Linked DNA regions of Danio rerio: region 1 is linked to region 2. A link is a contact called in public Hi-C data. All regions are on one chromosome and are shown on one strand. The core of a region is the stretch at or near the end of the contact, and the rest is flanking DNA. Distances in the headings are between cores, read along the strand shown.

Region 1 (4,712 bases), core at 1,283-3,782, 210 kb after region 2:
TATTCTTTTAATTACAGACAAATAAAAATCTGGAAAAATCATATCTTGATGCTCTTTGGTTTTACATGTCATGTAAACACTCTTTTTTTAATTGTTTTGCACATTATATCTCCGCCCATAATCTGCACAAAATGTAATGATATATTATAGTATCATAGAGCACAAAGTCGGTCCTACGATCACTGAGTTCCTCAGACAACTCAATCATTCAAACATTTTAAAAAGCATGCAGGTGAAAGTAAACCTCCTTGTCCTACTCCATTACATACTTTAAATGTATCAGATACAGAATTACCCCACTTAATCTGCATACTTTGATTAGTAAACAAGAATTAAAGTTCACAACACTTCACAATCCACAGAAGGGCATCATTATATACACATACAATTCTGCTATTTATGCCGGTGTTTTTTTGTTAATTAAAAAGGTTCTTGTGTACATTAAAGCTTTAATCATTATTCAATATACTATACATTCAAACAAACTTCTAATGCAGACCTTATATAAACACACACGTTGTTTCTCAATTATATCTATCATTTTTCATTACGTCAGAATCTTCTAACTTTGTGTTTCCTGACCACGTTCCTGTAGGACCACCAGCTCTGCGCATTTTCTATGTCTTCTTAACCAAACACATCTGAGTCAGATCATCAGCTCATTAGCAGAGACTGAAAGACCTGTAATGGGTGTGACAGGCAAAGGAGACACCCAAAACATGCAGTGATGGTGGTGCTCCAGGAACGTGGTTGAGAAACAATGCTTTAACTTATCAATTCATTATCTGGTTAGTTTCTTTTTTATTAACAAGAACCAGTGTGTACATTTTTCCAATACAACAAAATCACTTTACATTTCTTAACAAAAATGCAATAAATGAGAAAAAAAACAGAGGTGAGGGTACATAGTAATCAAATTAGATACAAATATATTATTTTAGCTATTAACAAGCGTTAATAAATGTACTTGTACTGCAGGAAATGCATATATACAAACATTTTTATGCAAAAATGTTAAAGGAGGAGCAAAGCTATAACTGTTTTAACTGCCTTTGTATTTTTAGACTTAGAAAACACTTTTATATAGATTTGAATCTTTTTGCTAGCACCATGAAGACAGGTTTGCAATTGGGAAACGGATTTATATGTCAAATTTACATAATAATAAAATAAAGTTTATAATTAAACCAGCATAATTTAAAGAGCGATCCTTAACAATATTACCCAAAATCACATATTTATAAGATAAGAAAAATGATTTTAAAATATTTTGAGCAATAAAAGCTTCAACATTAAGCCGAGTATTTTAGCAAGACCAAAACAAATGTGAAATAGTTTCATTAAAGCTTTCACAAAAACAGCACTCTAACTGAATATCAATTTCAAATTTTGTAGAAATATTTATATATTTTTTGTAGAATAAACTCTATGAAGTAATTTAAATGATATTTCTTTAGCCTTATTTGTAATAACAAAAAAGATTTAGGTACTTGAGTCCAGTTTACAATATTAAATATATTGTTCCAGCAAAAAAAAAAAAAAAAAAAAAAAAAAAAACATATGGTCTAGACATTTTTTCTTTTAGGCCAAAGGTCTAATTTTGGGATTATTAGGCTTAAATCCAGAGTAACAGATAAAACCGACTGAGGTCTGTTTAGGTCTAGGAGGACAAACAGAAACCGCTCGTGTACATACACTGCTTTTGTACAGCATATGTATACCAGGTATTTACCGTTAGTATCATAAATTACATTTCATGTAATGTAATAGGAATTTTCTATCTTGCGATAAATTCTGTAAATGTAAATAATGTTCCTTTATTAAATGATTTATTAACTAATATAGTCCATAGTTAAACAAATTGTGAAAGAATAGTGATTTGTTTCGTTTACAAGATATTGGCAATATTCCCAATAAGAAAACGTTGTGGAGAGAAGTTGTGATTAAATAAGCTTCCATGTCGTTAGCACTTGTTGGTGAAAATTTTAGTTTCATTGTCAGTTTTTCAATTTTATAATTACACATTAAATTCTGGTTAGTCGGACAACCAATTCACAGACATCCCATGGCATCAAAACTTCTATGCACGAAAATAAGTTCACCTAATTATTTAGAAAAACAATTTACTGAAAGCAGAAGAAAACATGAGTACATTACCACCTCACCAGACATCAAAACCGTGTCGTTTTGTTGTCAATCTGTTTCATTGTAAATCGAGCACGAGCGCGCCCTAGTGTTGCATGTACAAATTGCTGGTCGCTCACAGACCAGACCGTTTTTAATCAAAATCACAGCACAAATTGCTGTATACTATCCAAGGGCTCATCGTTTTTACTAGTATTGTGTGTATCTTTCGGCTCATATATTTGTTTGTCGTTCAATAATTCCCTGTATGAAATTATTCATTAATTTGAATCGCTTCTCAAGTGAGGCGCGCTGGATATTTTTGATTAATGTTGCCTGGACTTTACATCGATTCAATCAAAGCGCGTTTCAATGGGTTGATTAGTGATGTCTGAGGGCTTTTCATAGACACGCCTTCCTATCAGAGCTGCTACGGTCGCCGCCGGTGGAGTGGTGTGTTCGCGGGGTGTTTTACGTTTTTTTAAACATTTATACTACGTTTAATTTGAAAATCTGCCATAAAACATAAACAATGGGCAAAAAGGAAGAAGAAGAGATCATCCGGATCGCGAAGAAGATGGATAAAATGGCACAGAAAAAGAACGGGGTGAGGTGTTTTGTCATGAATGAATTCCCTGTCTCGGACGAGGCTACATTGATACATAACAAGCTAACAGTTACATTCATTGAGAAGCGCCTATTTCATAATGCACATCGATCATAGGGATCTATTTTGTAATAGCTTTTGTGGCCAAATGTCAAACGAGCTTTGTGTATAGTGGTTCAGTTTATTGTTTTAATAATTTGATCACCTAGCAGAGCAGTTAGCAACATTAGCTGCTGTTAGCGCGGATAAATGCACGGGGTCAGTCAGCGGGAGGCAGTAATGCAACTGATTTCATCTCAAAACAAACAAGACATTAGTCTCTTACTTTATTATAATAAAACATATGAAACCACAATTTCTAAAAACTAATTGTTGTGTAGAAGTGAGTTAAAGTGATGCTAATTAGCAGAAGTTTGGCTACAAAGTGGCTGCTGTTGACGTCACTGTAAACACGCGCGTGTTATTGAAGTGCTCATGCTACAATTTGCACGACAAAATGTATAATCTAGAAAATCTCCAAATCGCTGTTATCTTCTTATTTTGCCCTATACACTTTTAATATTTTTTTATCTTTTCTATTTCTATCCTCAGATCAGATAGCCTATTGATATTTCTTTGTTTTTTGTTTGATTTCTGTTGTTTTATTTTCCTCTTATTTTCCTTCTTTTTATTCTTTATTGGGACCATTGTGAATAATCTAATGATTTTTATTGTAAATAATGTGTACTAAATTACTTTTCTGTTATGCTATAAATGTTCATACTTTTTAATGTGCATGTTAAACTATTATATTGAGTTACATTTTACCAAATCTTTGTTTGTTTTTTTGAAGGTTGGTGCTCTGGACTTATTAAAGGAACTAAAGAATATACCCATGACCCTGGAACTACTGCAGGTACGTTTCCTCTCTTCACATCATTCGTGCTTCATCACTCGACAATTACATTTTATAATAAGAAATTTTCTTTGCATTCTTATAAATAGTCCACGAGAATCGGGATGTCAGTCAATGCCATCCGCAAACAGAGCACAGATGACGAAGTGACCTCACTGGCCAAGTCTTTGATCAAGTCCTGGAAGAAGTTGCTGGGTAAGAAAAGACAAATGTTTAAGAAAAAACGTTTTTATCCTTATGATTTTTCCATCTAATTTTATTTTAAAGTTATAGTTAACCACATTATCCATATGTAGTCCTCTGTTAATAAATTGTATACTTCAAAATAAAAATGTAATTTTGTAATAAGCAAACTAATGCTTGTATCTAAATATAAGAACAATTAGTGTACTTGATGTAATAAAAATAATTTAACGACGAGCAATTATTTACAAGTGTGACTTATTCAAATGACAATTACTTTTGAGAATCAAATGACACGTGAAAGAGAAGTCATTAAAGTGACAGCGCAATATTCCTGCTCCCGCCTGTTTCCATCATTATTAATCAAACAACAAAAGGACAAAATCACTCACTGCTCTTGACTTGTTTGTAGCTAAAGTGTTTTTCTTACAGTGAAGATGCTTAAAGCACTGTTTGTTTCATATTTTTATTCTCTTGTATTTATTTCTCTTTCCTTTGCAGGGTGAAAAATAACTGTATATATACAGTTGAAGTCAGAATTTTTAGCCCTCCTGAATATTAGCAACCCTTTTCCTCCCCAATTCAAGTTTAACGGAAAGAAGATTTTTTATTATTATTTCTGAACATAATAGTTTTAATCACTCAGTTCTAATAACAGATTTATTTTATCTTTGCTATGATGACAGTACATAATATTTTCCTAGTTTTTTCAGAGCACAAGCATTCAGATTCAAAGTGTGATTCAAAGGCTTAATTAGGGTAATTAGGCAAGTCATTGTATAATAGTAGTTTCATCTGCAGACAATCCAAAATACATTGCTTAAGGGGGCTAATAATATTGAACTTAAAATAGGTTTCAAAATATTTAAACCTTGTTTTATTCTTGCCAAAATAAAACAAATT
Region 2 (4,711 bases), core at 2,032-4,531:
TATGCACAGAGCCAGATCAGAGAGCAATTAAAGAAAGAGGAAAATGCTAAAAACATGTTTTAAATTTGAATACAGAACCGAAAAACCACAATAACTGTATGCGTATTGAACTGTGGAGGTCGTACCGAATGGTTCAATATTATATTGAGTACTGTGGTGTTCCTGGTTTTATGCATCATAGTGGTGTTTAAAACTTCTTGCTTTGTAAAACATCTGGTTTTTAAATGATTATTCAAATAATGAAAACATCACCAAAAGCTATAAAGGTAGAGAAAATCAGTAGATGCCCTTTTCCGATAAATAATTAAAAAAATTGTTTCTTCATTTTCTTTTCTGCTTAATCTTTTTATTAATCAGGAGAATGAACCTCTAACTTATCCAGCATATGTTTTACACAGCGGATGCCCTTACAGCTGCAAACCATAACTAGGAAACACCCATACACATTTACACAGATACACTACGGACAATTTAGATTACCCAATACACCTATAGCTCATGTCTTTCAACTTTTGGGAGAAATTACAACTTTTTATTACATTTTTTTTTTTTTTGTCCTCACAATTAAGAAGAAACAAGAAACTCTGAATAACAGTCACAACTGTCAAATGAAACGTCAATATATTTATTTGGAACGTAATGTGAGATGTCAACTAGTTTAGAACTTGAAGATCATGATGTTTTTTTTGCCTCTGATTTTCAATTATGAATTACACTAGTGTTTTCTGGTTATTTCAGATGAGCATATTTCCTGTTGTCATAATCTACAGTACTTCTGTAGTGCGCTACTACAAATTCCTTGCACTACTATAGAAATAGAAACTTTGTATGCAAAAAAAAAAAAAACTTTTTTTTTTACAAATACAGTCATGTCAGTGTTTTACATAAAAGGCTACGGATGCGGCTACGGATGCTCAAAGTTTATGATCTTCAGCCTAATATGCATTGTGGATTAGTGACATAATCGGACCAGTTTTGTAACAGATGTATGGGATGAAAAGTGACCTGCTTTTACAGTTTTCTCAGTCTCTGATACATTTATTAAATCAAAATTGAAATCTGCAAAACAGTAGGTTCATTTCTCAAAACAGCGTGTACAAATATCAAAACAGCATGGATGACCTGCAAAGGCCAGTCTCTTGCTCAAAATCATCAGCTCATAAATTTCTGTCAATAAACGTGCCAATGCCAACAGAATTAAAAGTCATTGTGTACTGATAAGGCAGTCAAATTAGTCATTAGTCATATTGTTAAAGGCTACTCTGGAGGGGTGTTCTGATGTAAACTATATAGAGTATATAGCATGACTGGTGTCTGTGTGTGGCTGTCTTACCAGCTAATAGAGTGAGCACACTTTCATTCTTCCCAATCAGAATTGCACGACCTTACTTTGTGGAACGCCCAAAAAAACAAACACAAAAGCGTGGACAAGTTAGATGACGGTGTCTGCCACTTTAGAAGCATAGACGAATTACTATCAAAGAAAAACGGCATTTAGGTAATATGTGAATATCTTGGTTTTAAAGTCACAGACACCGTACAAAACTGGTCGTTTGTAAGAGCTGTATCTAAAAAAACACCGCAGGCGGCTAAATGAAGAGTGTCATGTTAAAAATCAACTGAAAGTATTGCCTCAGTTTACACTCAGTCTAGTAGCCAGCAATAAGAAAGTACAATTTCCGAGGTTTTTTTTTTTTTTTTGTTACATTGTATGAAAAAACATCACAAAGATGAGATTGTAAAACAGACCAAAATAATACATTTTGATCAGCGACATAAGCAACTGATAATGTAGGAAACATCAGAGAATTGCACATAATCATTTGCATGGATGTAGAAAAAGGCATGTGACTTGTTCAAAGGAAAGAGAAACTACTTTTCTGATGTAACAATGATTAAAAGATTGAACAAGTAGTTTTGAGTATTTCAATTTTGATCTGAGAAATGGACCAAAGTGACTGAAAAAACTGTAATATGCTTCACACAGTGTTCTTAGAATGTACCGCTTTAATCAGCATTTATGACAAAAAGTAGCCTAATACTGAAATCAGGGTGTCTGCTGGGTCTTATGTCTAAAATTTTAAAAACAATATTTTAGGCATTAAAAAGTCTTAAATCCATGTAAATATTGCGTTTTGTGTTTTACATCATTTTAACCAGGGGTTCAATTTCCTTTGTCCATAAAGCTATACCCATTCGGGCCGACATCCATCCAATCACCAACAATCCATCCTAGTAAAATCAGGGAAAGAAAACTAAAAACAATTACACAGTTCCCCATGATAATAACAGAACAATATACTCCTTTACATTATCTTTCATTCATACAAAGCTTATAACAAATTATTACAGAAATAAGGGGGAGTAGACATAATTATGAAACTTAAGGTTTTATAACAGAAATGCATTAGGTTTAATAGAAGTTACTCAATCAATTTGGACTAAAAGCCAACAAACATATAATTTAGATTATTTATGTAAATGCCTCCACAATAAATTTAATTTTAATGATGTTAAATGTGTCATTTAAAAAAAGAAAATAAATATTATGGTGAAAAAAGTGTATACATTTAACTACGATAATTTTGTTTTAACACATTAAAGTATGTCACTGAGAAATAATTACATTTGATTTTTTTTTATAGCAACCGGGCCATCAGAAATAATCATTAGTGTTTAACCCTCTATAAGTCTAAAATTTAATTCATAATAGTCTTAAAAGGGTCCTAAAAAGTCTTAAGTTTGACTTGATGAAACCTGCAGAAACCCTGTGAAATAAAAAATACTGAAAAATGAGTGAAGTAGCCTGGCCAACTAATAAACAAAAGTTAATGATACTAACCTTTTACACTGAAGTCTATCAAAAAGCAATAAAATCTTTTAACAAAATAAAAAAAGGCAAATTAATAACTGAAAATAAAAATAAAAATTATTCAATTATAATTGTATACTAAATACAGAAGTTGATCGTTTTTTATTTACTCCAAACAACCTCTAGGATGTGCTGTTTCTAATGTATTTTGACCAGAAACATCAACACAAAACATGCCTTTATACAGTACATCATCCCAAAACCTCATAATCCAAGGATTGTAGTTTGGCAGCGGCAGTTTTTGTGTGGCCAAAACATTAAAAGTGGCAGTGTGTGTAGATTGTGTTTGTTATCATTGTATAGGACACAAATGAAAGAACAGCTTATCCACAACAGCATGTTATTTCTGCTGCATCCAATTAACCTTCCACTAATCCGGCGAGAAGGCTTGTGGAGCCAATGGTAGATCACAGTCAAAACAGACTATCAAAGTGTGGAAAGACACAGTGAATGTGCTTGTGAGTATCAAAGTTGGCTAAAAATAGACCCATAGAGAATAATAATAGTACATCACAGTGCTAGTCTGAAGTTCCTATGTATAAACAGACATCAGCAGTGTTTGGTGCTGCCATGCTCATCATTCCTGAATGCAAATTTGCTGCAATGCCTGGAAGAAGAAATGATTCTGCATTGATTCCTCGGACAGTAAGATTACTGTTCGGCACATGTAACTGTGAAAGGGGAGGGAGGAATAGAGACAGAAAGAGACTAAGGGGATTAGGAGGCTTCTCTCCAAACAGTAACCATGCCAGTCAGAGCATTTTCCGATGGAAGTCTTGTTGAATCCTTTGAACTATTGGTGAATTTTCCAACAAGACTCGGACTGGATCACAGAGCTAGTCAAGTCGTGAATCATGGGATAATTTAGTTGGAAATAAAACAAGGGTATGTATATGACAACCAAAAACCAAAGCTGGACTTGCTCATGAAGAGCACAGGATGTGGATGATCTGGAGAAGATGACTCTGGTTTGACTTCTGTTTCCACAGGTTTTCTTCATGTAATACAGGTAATCGGGTCAAGAACTGGATTTGAGGATTAATATTCATTATGTGACGGTTTCATTCTGGATGCTGGAAGATTTTTGCTATTGTGCTGCACCTGTCGGATTGTTAAATGGTGCTAATAACTGAGAATGGTGTTGCAGGAGGTGTTGTTCTGGTCAAGGTTCACAAACATGACACTGAGGACAACCGAGCAAGAGGCTGGACCAATGAGGAGTCCTCCATTCAGAGCTCCACTGTTGTAGAGCCAAACGAGGACTCTTACTATGCAGATGATGATGAAGACCACCATTTTTATGATGATGATGATGACGATGATGATGTCTACCAGGAGTTTGAGGAGTTGGACTTCTCAAAACTTCCAGATAGCAGAAGCATGGCATCAGATGACTCCTTCTACCCACCTGATGATTCGCTCAGCTTCGAGAAATGCCCGAGTCCTGAGAGCCCAGAGCCAGTCAGCTTTTTCAAGGCATGCTGCAGCAACAACGTCATCATCGTCAAGATCATGATAAGACAAGGTGTGACTGAGGCAGAGGTGCGAGAAGTGGACAAAAATAACAGAGTAAGTTTTTATGAATATGTAAATGCCAATCAACTGAATGATAAATATGACTGTTTTCAAACAGGTATCCTAAACATTCTCACTCAGGGTTGCCAGGTTTTTCACAACAAAAATCATTCATTCATTCATTTTCTTGTCGGCTTAGTCTCTTTATTAATCAGGGGTCGCCACAGCGGAATGAACCGCCAACTTATCCAGCAAGTTTTTACGCAGCGGATGCCCTTCCAGCCGCAACCCATCTCTGGGAAACATCCACACACACATTCACAC

Evidence for each region. A called contact is a pair of places that touch in the nucleus more often than the background predicts.
Region 1: a Hi-C map of hematopoietic stem cells shows a contact between it and region 2, with 2.1 times the contacts expected there. The contact joins the promoter of tcea1 here to the promoter of ankrd33bb in region 2. A contact is called at or near these places in 1 of 18 Hi-C or Micro-C datasets (hematopoietic stem cells) and 1 of 4 datasets of contacts at active chromatin or transcription factors (embryo).

What each region holds. Positions count from the first base shown.
Region 1 is chr2:33,697,624-33,702,335 of GRCz12tu, forward strand. tcea1 (transcription elongation factor A (SII), 1) reads left to right here and starts at 2,533. Exons shown (of 10, transcript NM_199994.2): 1 at 2,533-2,731; 2 at 3,564-3,626; 3 at 3,716-3,821. The coding sequence starts at 2,657. It overlaps LOC101882676, which reads right to left and starts at 2,221. Exons shown (of 3, transcript XR_012392620.1): 1 at 2,158-2,221.
Region 2 is chr2:33,487,492-33,492,202 of GRCz12tu, forward strand. It overlaps ankrd33bb (ankyrin repeat domain 33Bb), which reads left to right and starts at 3,282. Exons shown (of 4, transcript XM_021467496.3): 1 at 3,282-4,441. The coding sequence starts at 3,989.